2 separate regions of the Mus musculus genome follow, and region 2 is linked to region 1. Evidence: chromatin contacts called from public Hi-C data. All regions are on one chromosome and are shown on one strand. The core of a region is the stretch at or near the end of the contact, and the rest is flanking DNA. Distances in the headings are between cores, read along the strand shown.

Region 1 (4,637 bases), core at 1,148-3,647:
CGTGTCCTTTCCAGCAGGTCCACTTCCCCGTATCCTTTCCAGACAGGTCCACTTCCCCGTGTCCTTTCCGGCAGGTCCACTTCCCCGTATCCTTTCCAGACAGGTCCACTTCCCCGTATCCTTTAAGAACCATCATTAAAAATAAGATTTAAAAATATTAAAGTTACACCATACTGTCCATTGTCCCAGAACATAAGATGTTTTAAATGTTATCAGTGATGCTGATAGATACCAAGCTCCCATGACCTTTGCTTAGGGCATTTGCCAGGTACTGCAATTTCAGGTTTGCAGGGTTGGGTTTTAACAGGCATGGCTACGAGACTTGCTCTACTTCCTCCTTCGGTGCTGGTGGCTCTGGGCTCCTGTTCCAGCAACAGGGCTACTTTCACTGTGATCGTTCTTGTGAGTAGGTATGCTGCTGTGATTTTAGTTCTTATTTTTTTCTTATAAGTAATTGTACTTTATGGGGCATACTGTTTGATGTATGCACACTGGAGTGATTGAGTAAATGCCTGTCATTCAGGGCTGGGAGGCAGCTCAGGTAGAATGCTTGCCTAGTATAAGGCAGGCCCCAGATTTAAGCAAGCTTCCCACAACAGCAGCACACAGGCAGGGTTTTACCACTATCTGCAGTTGCGGTACTGTGCAGTGCATCTCAGAACTTACTCCTTGGTGTTGAGATGTCACCCTTCCACCGTTGTCTTCCTAGTGCCCCAGATCCCGCCTCTGCCACTACTACCTGACACATAAAAATGAGGTCATGTGGTGTGTATGGTTATCTTCCTGTGCCTGGCTTACTGCATTGAACAACATACAACTGGATTCCTTCTTTGTGGCTCAGTAGTATCTGATATATGTACACACCACATTTCTGTTTCTCCTCTGTTTGCCTGCTAATGGACACTCAGGTCACTTCCATGTCACGGCTGTTGTAACAAATGCTGAGTGAGCATGGGAATTCAGGTGTCAGACTCTGTCACAGATGGCTGGGTGGTAGCAGAGGCTCTCCATCTTCCTTGTGGCTCTCTGACAGTTCTCTGGCCATTCGATAAAGTCATCCAGAATTTACCCCTTCTTGCTAGTCTAGTAGGAACTCTGACCTGCTCTGGAGCACAGCCTTTTGACAGGGGTGCAGTGTGGATGTCTCTCACTGTGGACATGAGTTTTCCATCTTCTCAGGATCTCTTTGGATTAACAGAAGCAAGCTCTGCTGCTGTGGCTCTCTTTAGAGTTAGTTTTTCCTGGGGCTTAAACATTTGCTAAAGATCTCTTCTCAATTTTGAGGTTAGGATTTTATCCTATGTCCCCGTCCCCACCCTTTTTTTTTTTAAATTAGATATCTTCTTCATTTACATTTCAAATGCTTTCCCGAAAGTCCCCTTAACATTGCCCCCTCCCCCCAACCCACACACTCCTGCCTCCTGGCTCTGGCATTCCCCTGTATATCCGATGTCTTTTAATTCTTAATGCTTGATAGTGTTTTTGGTTTTGGTTTTGATTCTTTTCTTTTCTTTTTTATTGGACAGGATCCCACTCTGCAGCCCTGGCTAGCTTGGACTGACTGTAGATCAGGTTGGCCTGGAGCCCACAGAGACCCTCTTGTGTCTGTTTTTTAATGCTAGGGAGCGTTATAGTTTTGCTGCTTACATTTAGCTTCCTGATCAGGATGAGTGTTGGTAGGCCCAGGTAATTCTTGTTACATGCGACAGTCTTGTCACCGTCAGAAGTGTCCACCCGGCTTTTATAATGAATTACAGAGCCAGACTGTTCCTTAGTAGACATTGGCTTTAGATGTGGGTGAGGCAAGGGCCCAGTCTCGTTTTGTCTCTGAGAAGACCCATGTGTCAGGCTCCTTTGCTTCAGTCTGCAGGACTCCCTGTCACCGGCCTGGTTTGGCCCCATCTCAGGTTGTTCTGGGAGCCTCAGTTGTGCTCTCTGTGGCTTCCTGAAATTGGAAAGAAGTCCAGATAGGTTGTTCTTCATCGTGTGTGCCCTTTTGCATTTTATTTCCACACAGATCTTAAGCCAGTGGATAAATCACAGATGGAGTTGTCCACCTCTTCACATTTTCAAGCTTTTAAATTTCCACGTAGAGGCCCTTCATATCTTTTATTGGATAATTCCTAGAAATTTTACCTCTTTTGTTTGTTTTGTTGCTTAGGAATCAATACAGCTTCTCTTTACATGCTGTGTCTGGAAGCCTTTGACTCTGACTGAGTGTTTGTCTACATATCTGTTTGGATTTCTGTAAACAGAGTCGTGTTGTTCTGAGGGTAATGGCAGTTCCCTCCCTTCCTTCTACTAATCTTGAAGCTCACTGGGAATCCTGTGGTAGGATGAGGCCTCTTCTTTAACTTGCAAAGTGAGCACTGTTTACTCTCTCTTTCTCTGCCATAGGGTCTCTTACTCTATAGCTCAGGTTGGCCTTGAGCTCTTGGCAATCCTCCTGCCCCAACCTGCTGAGTGCTGGGATGACAGGCCTGACACTTGCCAACAGGCTGTGCTCCAGAGCAGGTCAGAGTTCCTAGACTAGCAAGAAGGGGTGAGTTCTGGATGACTTTATCAAACAGCACTATGGAATGGCCAGAGAGCTAGTAAGAGTTGTTTTCATAGTAACAAGAGCTGTTTGGATTTGAGTCGTCTAACTGTGTGCGTGCCATTTGCCTTGTTGATGTGGTGCAGTGCATGCACAGCTAGTGCTGTGTGTGCATTGGTGTGTCTGCAGGCGGCAGGGCACCTGTTCTTAGTGACTGGGCCTGGCCTGGATTAGCTTGGTCCTTGGCTAAAGGTTTTGTTGCAGTACTAAAGCTTAGTCTCCTCCCCTCCACCATCTTTTTTGCTTAGCAGCTCAGGTGAGCCCCTTGGCAGTTTGCTATGTTTTAATACCAAAGCTGTGCTACTTTAGAGATAGGACCTTGGGGAATCTTTTTTTTGTTTCTTCTGTCTTTAGACTTAGAGCAGTATTTGTGGAACTTGTCATCTGGGTCTTTAGTTTCTTCCGTGGAATAACTTTTTTTATACCTATGATTTGCTTTTAAATGGTTATTGGGAGGCTTCATGTCTGCTATGGCCTCATGAGTCAGTTTTGGTTATGTTTCTCAAGAAATTTGTTCTTTTTAAGTATTTGCTAAAAAATTTAGTGGCTATAATTGTTTAACATACTTTAGAAAAATCTGTATTCTTTTGAAGCTTTAATTTGCTTATTTATTTTGGTGTAGTTGAGACAGGCTTTCATGTATCCCAAACCTACTTGAAGCTTAATGATCAGTTTGCTGAGAGGAAAGGCTGTGGGATCATGAGTGTGGAGGGATCATCAGAGAAGAGACTGCACTAGCCAGGGAACGACAGGGAATGACAGGGAATGACAGAGAATGCCAGGGAATGATGGAATGACGGAATGACCGGGTGACAGGGAATGACAGGGGCTGTTTGGACCTTTTCTTATGTCTGCTTTTACTCTGCCAGGTTCTAGCCTTTGCCTCCTCTCTTTGGTTGGCTTTCCTCAGCCTCCACTTTCTGCCCTCCTGTGTTGCATCTGTAGGTGTTCTCTTGCTCTCAGGGCAGACTTGCAGTACAGACGGACCGGGGTTTGCTCATCTCCTTTCCATGCAGAGGCTTTGATGCCAAGAAGGCTGGCCCAGCTGCAGCTGAGAGTGTGAACACTGAAGCTGCAGGCCAGCTGGAACCCAGTTTCATGTTCTGTCAGGGGACAGGGTAGTGGTGCCACAGCTGGGACACCAAGGATGCCCTAGTGACCCAAGGAAAGTGCTAAAAAACTTGCCCACCATTGTGGACTTGGTAGTTCCTAGAGCCTGCCACTGTGGGTTTGGTGGCTCCCAGTGTCTGAAGCTCCTTTTGCTCTGTAGTTGGTGACAATGATGAATATTTAACAGTGTAGTGACAGCTGTCAGCCTTGGGTGATCCTTGTGACTTGGTGGCTTCCGGACGATCCGTGCAGTCTGTCAGGAAAGGTGAGCAGCAGGTGGAGATGGTACCACAAGGTGAAAGGTGATTCTGGGTGACCCTGCAGAGTATCGCTCGGTCAGAAAGTACCACTTCCATGTTTGAAGGTGGCTTTTCTATACACTTCAGCTGGAATATCAAACTGTGACAGATTGAGACATGTTCAATACAGATGCCTAGGCAGAATCCGATGATGCCTGTCAAGCCAGATAGTGAAGAGATTTGCAGAAAAGGAGAAACATCCATTCTTATCACAAAAGAAGTTTTTATTTGGCAAGATAGAGATTTTTGAAAAAATATGTCATTTATGTTAACAATAGATGTATTTGTTATTAATTATAAGTGAATTAATGAAGGTGAAAAAACTTCATGTATTATCTATAATGCTGAATACTGGTAGGTATAATTTGTAGAAGTATTTAGGATCTTGTATAGTTTTTAAAAATAAAAATCACTTCACTGTAAAGAACTTGCAGGGACTGGAGAGATGGCTCAGCAGTTAGTAGTATGTACTAGTTACTTTTTCAGGGGACCTGGGTTCAATTCCCAGTACCTACATGTCAGTTCACAACTATCTCTAGGTCCAGGGGATCTGACACCCTCACACAGACATAAATACAGGCAGAGCACCAATGTACATAAAAGATAAATAAAAAGGAATCATTTAAAAAAGA
Region 2 (4,670 bases), core at 561-3,060, 140 kb after region 1:
CTTACGCCTTACGGAACAGTTAACCCTGTTCTTCCTCTGAGAGCCAGGGAGAGCTAGAAGGCTGGATGAAATGGGGTTTCCACCCTTACAGCAAGTTATTGGTAACAGCTGCTGCTGGACCAAGAGCAGCTGCACCACTGCACGCTGTGAGGATGATGGTGGGTCTCCATTATATTAAACTCAGGAAGGCTAGCCAGGGACCAGAGGACGCAAAGGTAAGGCAGCCGCAGCTGTGATGGGATCAGGCGTGCATGCATGTGTTCACACACACACTCTCAGATGTGCACATGCACATTCATGCTCACACACTCATACACTACACACACACACACACACACACACGCACAAGATTGTCTCCAGATGCAGTAAGGGGCAATGGGATGTCATCTGTGTGGACTGTGGGGACGACAGAAGCTTAACAGTACTGCTGCAAACTGAAGTCTCAAACTGGTTTATTTTATCGTATGCAAATTGTATCTCATTAAAGTTGATTTAAGTGTTTTTAAATGTAGAATGTTGAGTGAAAAAATAAGAAACAGTATTAGATTTATAGTGCATTACTTTTTATTAAACACAAATATTGTGCAGTACTAGTCATGTAAATGTATGCATATATATCTGAGTGAAGAAACAGCATACAGGTCACAGACCTCACGGGACCACTGGAGAGGACTCTCTGGTTTGAGACTTTCAGTGTCCAGAACTGAGAGTCAGTGCAGGTGTGCTGGTAGGACCTGGAGGTGTCTTTGAGCTATGTACACACAGGAGAGGACATGGACATTTCTTCTGGTCACCCATGTAGGTGAAACAGTAGACAGGAAAGTAGCAGCATTTTTAAAGCCCAGCGTCTTTCACATCTACTCAGCTCTCACAAGGCCCAGTTTGGGGCCCAGTAGTGGAAGCAGCAGTAGTAGCCTCCAGGCCGCTGCTTCTGTAGGGACTGCGCTGACGCAGCTTTAGGACCCGTGTCCTTTGCAGTGTGTGCTGTTTCTCCAGAGATGTGTAGTGAGTGAATGTTTTATCTACAGAACAGGTGTCTTTGACTTCTGACTCCTGACTTGTGGTGATTTTCTTTTGGCTCACACTCCTCTCCTATGCTAATCTAAAATGGAACACAGTGTGCGGGTCATTCTCGGTGAGCAGTGTAGTGCAATGGAGTCCTGTCAGTGCCGACTGCCTAGCACCTGAGGTTGCATGAGTATGGCTGAAGGGCAGCATGTGGCCAGAACACACTCCTCTATCTACAGGAGCATGTACAAAAGAGATTGTGGTTGCGTGCAGCTCAGCTCACAGTAGGGTTTTCACTGTACTGTGACTGTGTGGGACTCTAGGAGAGCAGCTCCCTCCCCACACCCCCCCCCCATCCTCCTGTCTGGCTTCAGACAATGGCAGAACAACTTACTGTCTGCTTAGGATACAAACCATCATCACCTTGTTTCAAATTAGTTCCGGTGCTTGTTGGAAATTGTGCCGCAAAGCAGCTAAATGATCTCATGCTTAGGGAACAGTCGCTCCTGGGCTGTTACCTGCCGGTGTGTATCTTTAATGTGCTTCTGCTCGTCTGACTTATGTGCACGTAGTGTGCCTAGGCTGACACCTGTTATCAGCGATATTGCCGAGTTCCATTAAAGTACATTGATGTTTGCAGCTCTGTATTCAGTCATGGACACTTGTGTCAGTGAATAGTCAGGGGTACTTTTCTGGTGGTGGCTGTAGAAGCTGCCTCATTTCCTTTCACATACACTGCATTGAGGTGCCTCTCAGATGACATCTATGGCATGCCAGGACTGTGCTGTCACATAGGACCTGTGCAGATGGTGGCACAGCACCGCTCCGTTGTTTTTTGTTTTGTTTTGTTTTTGTTCTGAATGTATCCTGCAGACAATGATCCTCTGTTTTCCTGACTTCTTGCTATTCATACTACTGATGCCCCTGTTCGTGACACAGAACAGGCTTAAATAGGCTTCAAAAGCCACTTCCATGCACCATGTGGCTAGTGCCACAGTCACACTAGCCCTTGCTTTTGTTAGCCTTTGTCTCCATTATCCATGAGGTAATGTCTCTGTGTTGCAAGTAGCCTGCAGAGTATGCAAATGATAAGGATTTATGAGTCCAAGTGGTTGTCTGCTGGGATTGGGGACTTAATGGAGAGGGACACGCTTCTATCAGTCCTTTGGCAATAAGCAGGGAGAGAGCACAGTGTCTTCTCTGTTGGGGCTTCCTGTGATGGAGAGCTTGTCCTAGAAGGGGCAGTTGGAGGAGGGTGTTCTGAGTAGATGTTCCTATCCTGGCCATGGGCCTGAAGTCAAGCTTAGAGGATAGAGACAACTTAGTGCAGCCGGACCTTTGAGTGAGGGCAGACATGGTCCCCACAACCCAAGAAACAGGGTGCAGCCCCTGAGCATGACTAAATTATATCACACGTATGCCCCTGTATGTTCACCTGCCATCCCTACATACAAGAGAAGCTGATTTATCAATAATAGAAATGTATTGCTGTCAGTCTGGAGGCAGGAAGCCCAAGGTCCAGGTGCTAGCAGATGTTCTCTGCAGTCTAGAGTGTTGAAAGCTAGAGATGTAGTCTAGGGCGGATGAGCAGTGCCCTCCTCGCACAGTGTGGGAAGCATGCGGTGGGAACCACGGCTGGTGCAGTAGGCTCTGCCAGAGCATGAGCAGCATGTCGGGACTGAAGAGGCCAGACACTGTATGGCTCTTTAAGAAGCCATGCTGCTGTGCTGTTGGCTCGGAGCAGCTGAGATAAGGGGGCCTCTGTCCACCTCAGGCTCAAAGGAGACTCCTTGCTGGGAAAGCTGAAGAGGCAAAAAGCATCTTAGCCTCTGCTTCACAGGAGTGAGCACCACGGGCTGCTTGGGCATCACACACAGTTCAAGGCAGGAAAGCACTCCATTAGGAGCATGTTACCCTCATCCATATGCACTCTCCTGGAGTAAAGAAGCTAAGCAATGAGAAAGAGAAATAGGGCAAATGAATGAAGTGTAAATTAAAAGCTATCTCCCTGGCATAAGGTAGCAGGGGTGGGTGTGTGGTGCAGACCACACATTGCGACTGCCTTGTGAGGAGTCGCTTTCACGGGAGGGTCTGTTTGGGACTCTTCCTGGTCATTTGGCATAAGAACTGCCAGAGTAGGAACAAGATGCTCGCTCCTGGGCTCTCTAGCATTTACCTCACAATACTTACGGACCTTAAGGAGCCTGCTCAAGAGTACGTCCCTAGATCCTAAGCCCTGAGCCAAAGTTGGTACCTATCACCGATTGTTTTTATGTATGTATCCATGTGTGTTTGTGTGTATGTGTCTTTGTCTGTGTGTCCACATGTGTCCACATATATCTGTGTCTGTGAGTGTTCGTGAGTGTGTGTGTCTGTATGTTTTGAACCCTGAGCTTCATGCATGGCAGAAGTGCAGTCTACCGCTCAGCTACTTCAGCTCAGGATCAGCTACCAGCCCCTGCTGCTGATTCTTAAGTAAACATAAACCCTTGCCTTCAGTCCTCCCTCTTGCCCTAGTCCTGGATCTCCCCAAGGTCTAGCTGGTGACGCTGTTTGGCTCTGGAGCCATCCTTCCTGCCCTGACCCTTCTATGGGCTCTTGGCTCTCCTCCAATGGTGGACATGCAGCTCCCACCTGAGTCCTCTCAGCATCACTTCCTTCTCCTGCGTCATTGCCCCCAGGCCGGAATGTCAGCCAAAGACTCACCATCTCATTTCTAGCTGTCTCTTCACTGATGAGGAGTGAGTGCAGGAGAGAAATTAATTGTGTTGGGTTTCCCTTATATACCAAATTAAGGCCTTTTGTTTAATCGATATAATTCTGGTTTTAAATATCTGTTATCTTCATTTTATGGGTTAAAACAGCTGGATATAGCCAGGCGGTGGTGGCGCACACTTTTAATCTCAGCACTTGGGAGGCAGAGGCAGGCGGATTTCTGAGTTCAAGGCCAGCCTAGTCTACAGAGTGAGTTCCAGGACAGCCAGGGCTACACAGAGAAACCCTGTCTGGAAAAAACAAACAAAAAACAAAAAAGTCAACAACAACAACAACAACAAAAAAACCCAGCTGGATATGAGAAGTTAGCCACTGTGTCCTCCAATTGGACAGTGGCAAAGCTGGGATTTGAACCCAGGACTCTCTGGACTTTCAGGACTGGTCATCATCATTACTCTGCTGTAATAATTTCATCTTTGCACTTGGTAACACGCCATTCCTAGTAGCAGAACCCTCTAGCATGGTGTTATCAGGCACAGAGGATCTGTCACAGATCTCTACTGTCAGAGACTGTGGCATTTTGAGCTGTATGGGGATGAGGTTACCTGGCTGAAACTGGGCCCTATTCATGGCTCCTGCTGTTGCAGCTTCACCACAGTTTGTCACCAGCACCCCTCAGGGGGACTGCTGGAGGCACTTTAGGTAAGAGGTGCTGCAGTCCGGTCTGACTTCTGCATCTCTAGCACCAGGCTTTAGTATGTGTGCTTGTGGGGAGCAGTATATTCTGTGAGTGCATGGAGAGGCAGGCCTTTCATGGGTCGCTTTTGCTTTCTTACTTCCATGCCTGTTGTTAGCCTGGAAGCTTGTTGGAAAGCACCTCCCTTTATTTTGATTTATGCCTATGCCTCCCTCCAAGGTAAGCCAATGGGGCCTCTATACACTGAGGA

Evidence for each region. Hi-C and Micro-C count contacts between places; a contact is called where the count stands out from the background.
Region 2: a Hi-C map of cerebellar granule neurons shows a contact between it and region 1, with 1.8 times the contacts expected there. The contact joins two enhancer-like sites. A contact is called at or near these places in 12 of 484 Hi-C or Micro-C datasets (the HPC-5 cell line, the HPC-7 cell line, Sertoli cells and 9 more), 4 of 115 datasets of contacts at active chromatin or transcription factors (double positive thymocytes, embryonic stem cells and oligodendrocyte precursor cells) and 1 of 9 other capture datasets (embryonic stem cells).

Annotation. Positions count from the first base shown.
Region 1 is chr11:119,628,949-119,633,585 of GRCm38.p6, forward strand. The region is part of intron 1 of Rptor (regulatory associated protein of MTOR, complex 1); the gene reads left to right. Among named protein-coding and RNA genes, the nearest start is that of Rptor, 28 kb to the left of the region's middle. Within about 2 kb of position 2,398, at least 17 of the 459 cell types and tissues checked have an H3K27ac peak or open chromatin away from gene starts, as enhancers often do. A contact at or near this core is called in cerebellar granule neurons and oligodendrocyte precursor cells, where this site is marked.
Region 2 is chr11:119,765,076-119,769,745 of GRCm38.p6, forward strand. The region is part of intron 6 of Rptor (regulatory associated protein of MTOR, complex 1); the gene reads left to right. Among named protein-coding and RNA genes, the nearest start is that of Rptoros, 67 kb to the right of the region's middle. Within about 2 kb of position 1,811, at least 28 of the 459 cell types and tissues checked have an H3K27ac peak or open chromatin away from gene starts, as enhancers often do. A contact at or near this core is called in cerebellar granule neurons and oligodendrocyte precursor cells, where this site is marked.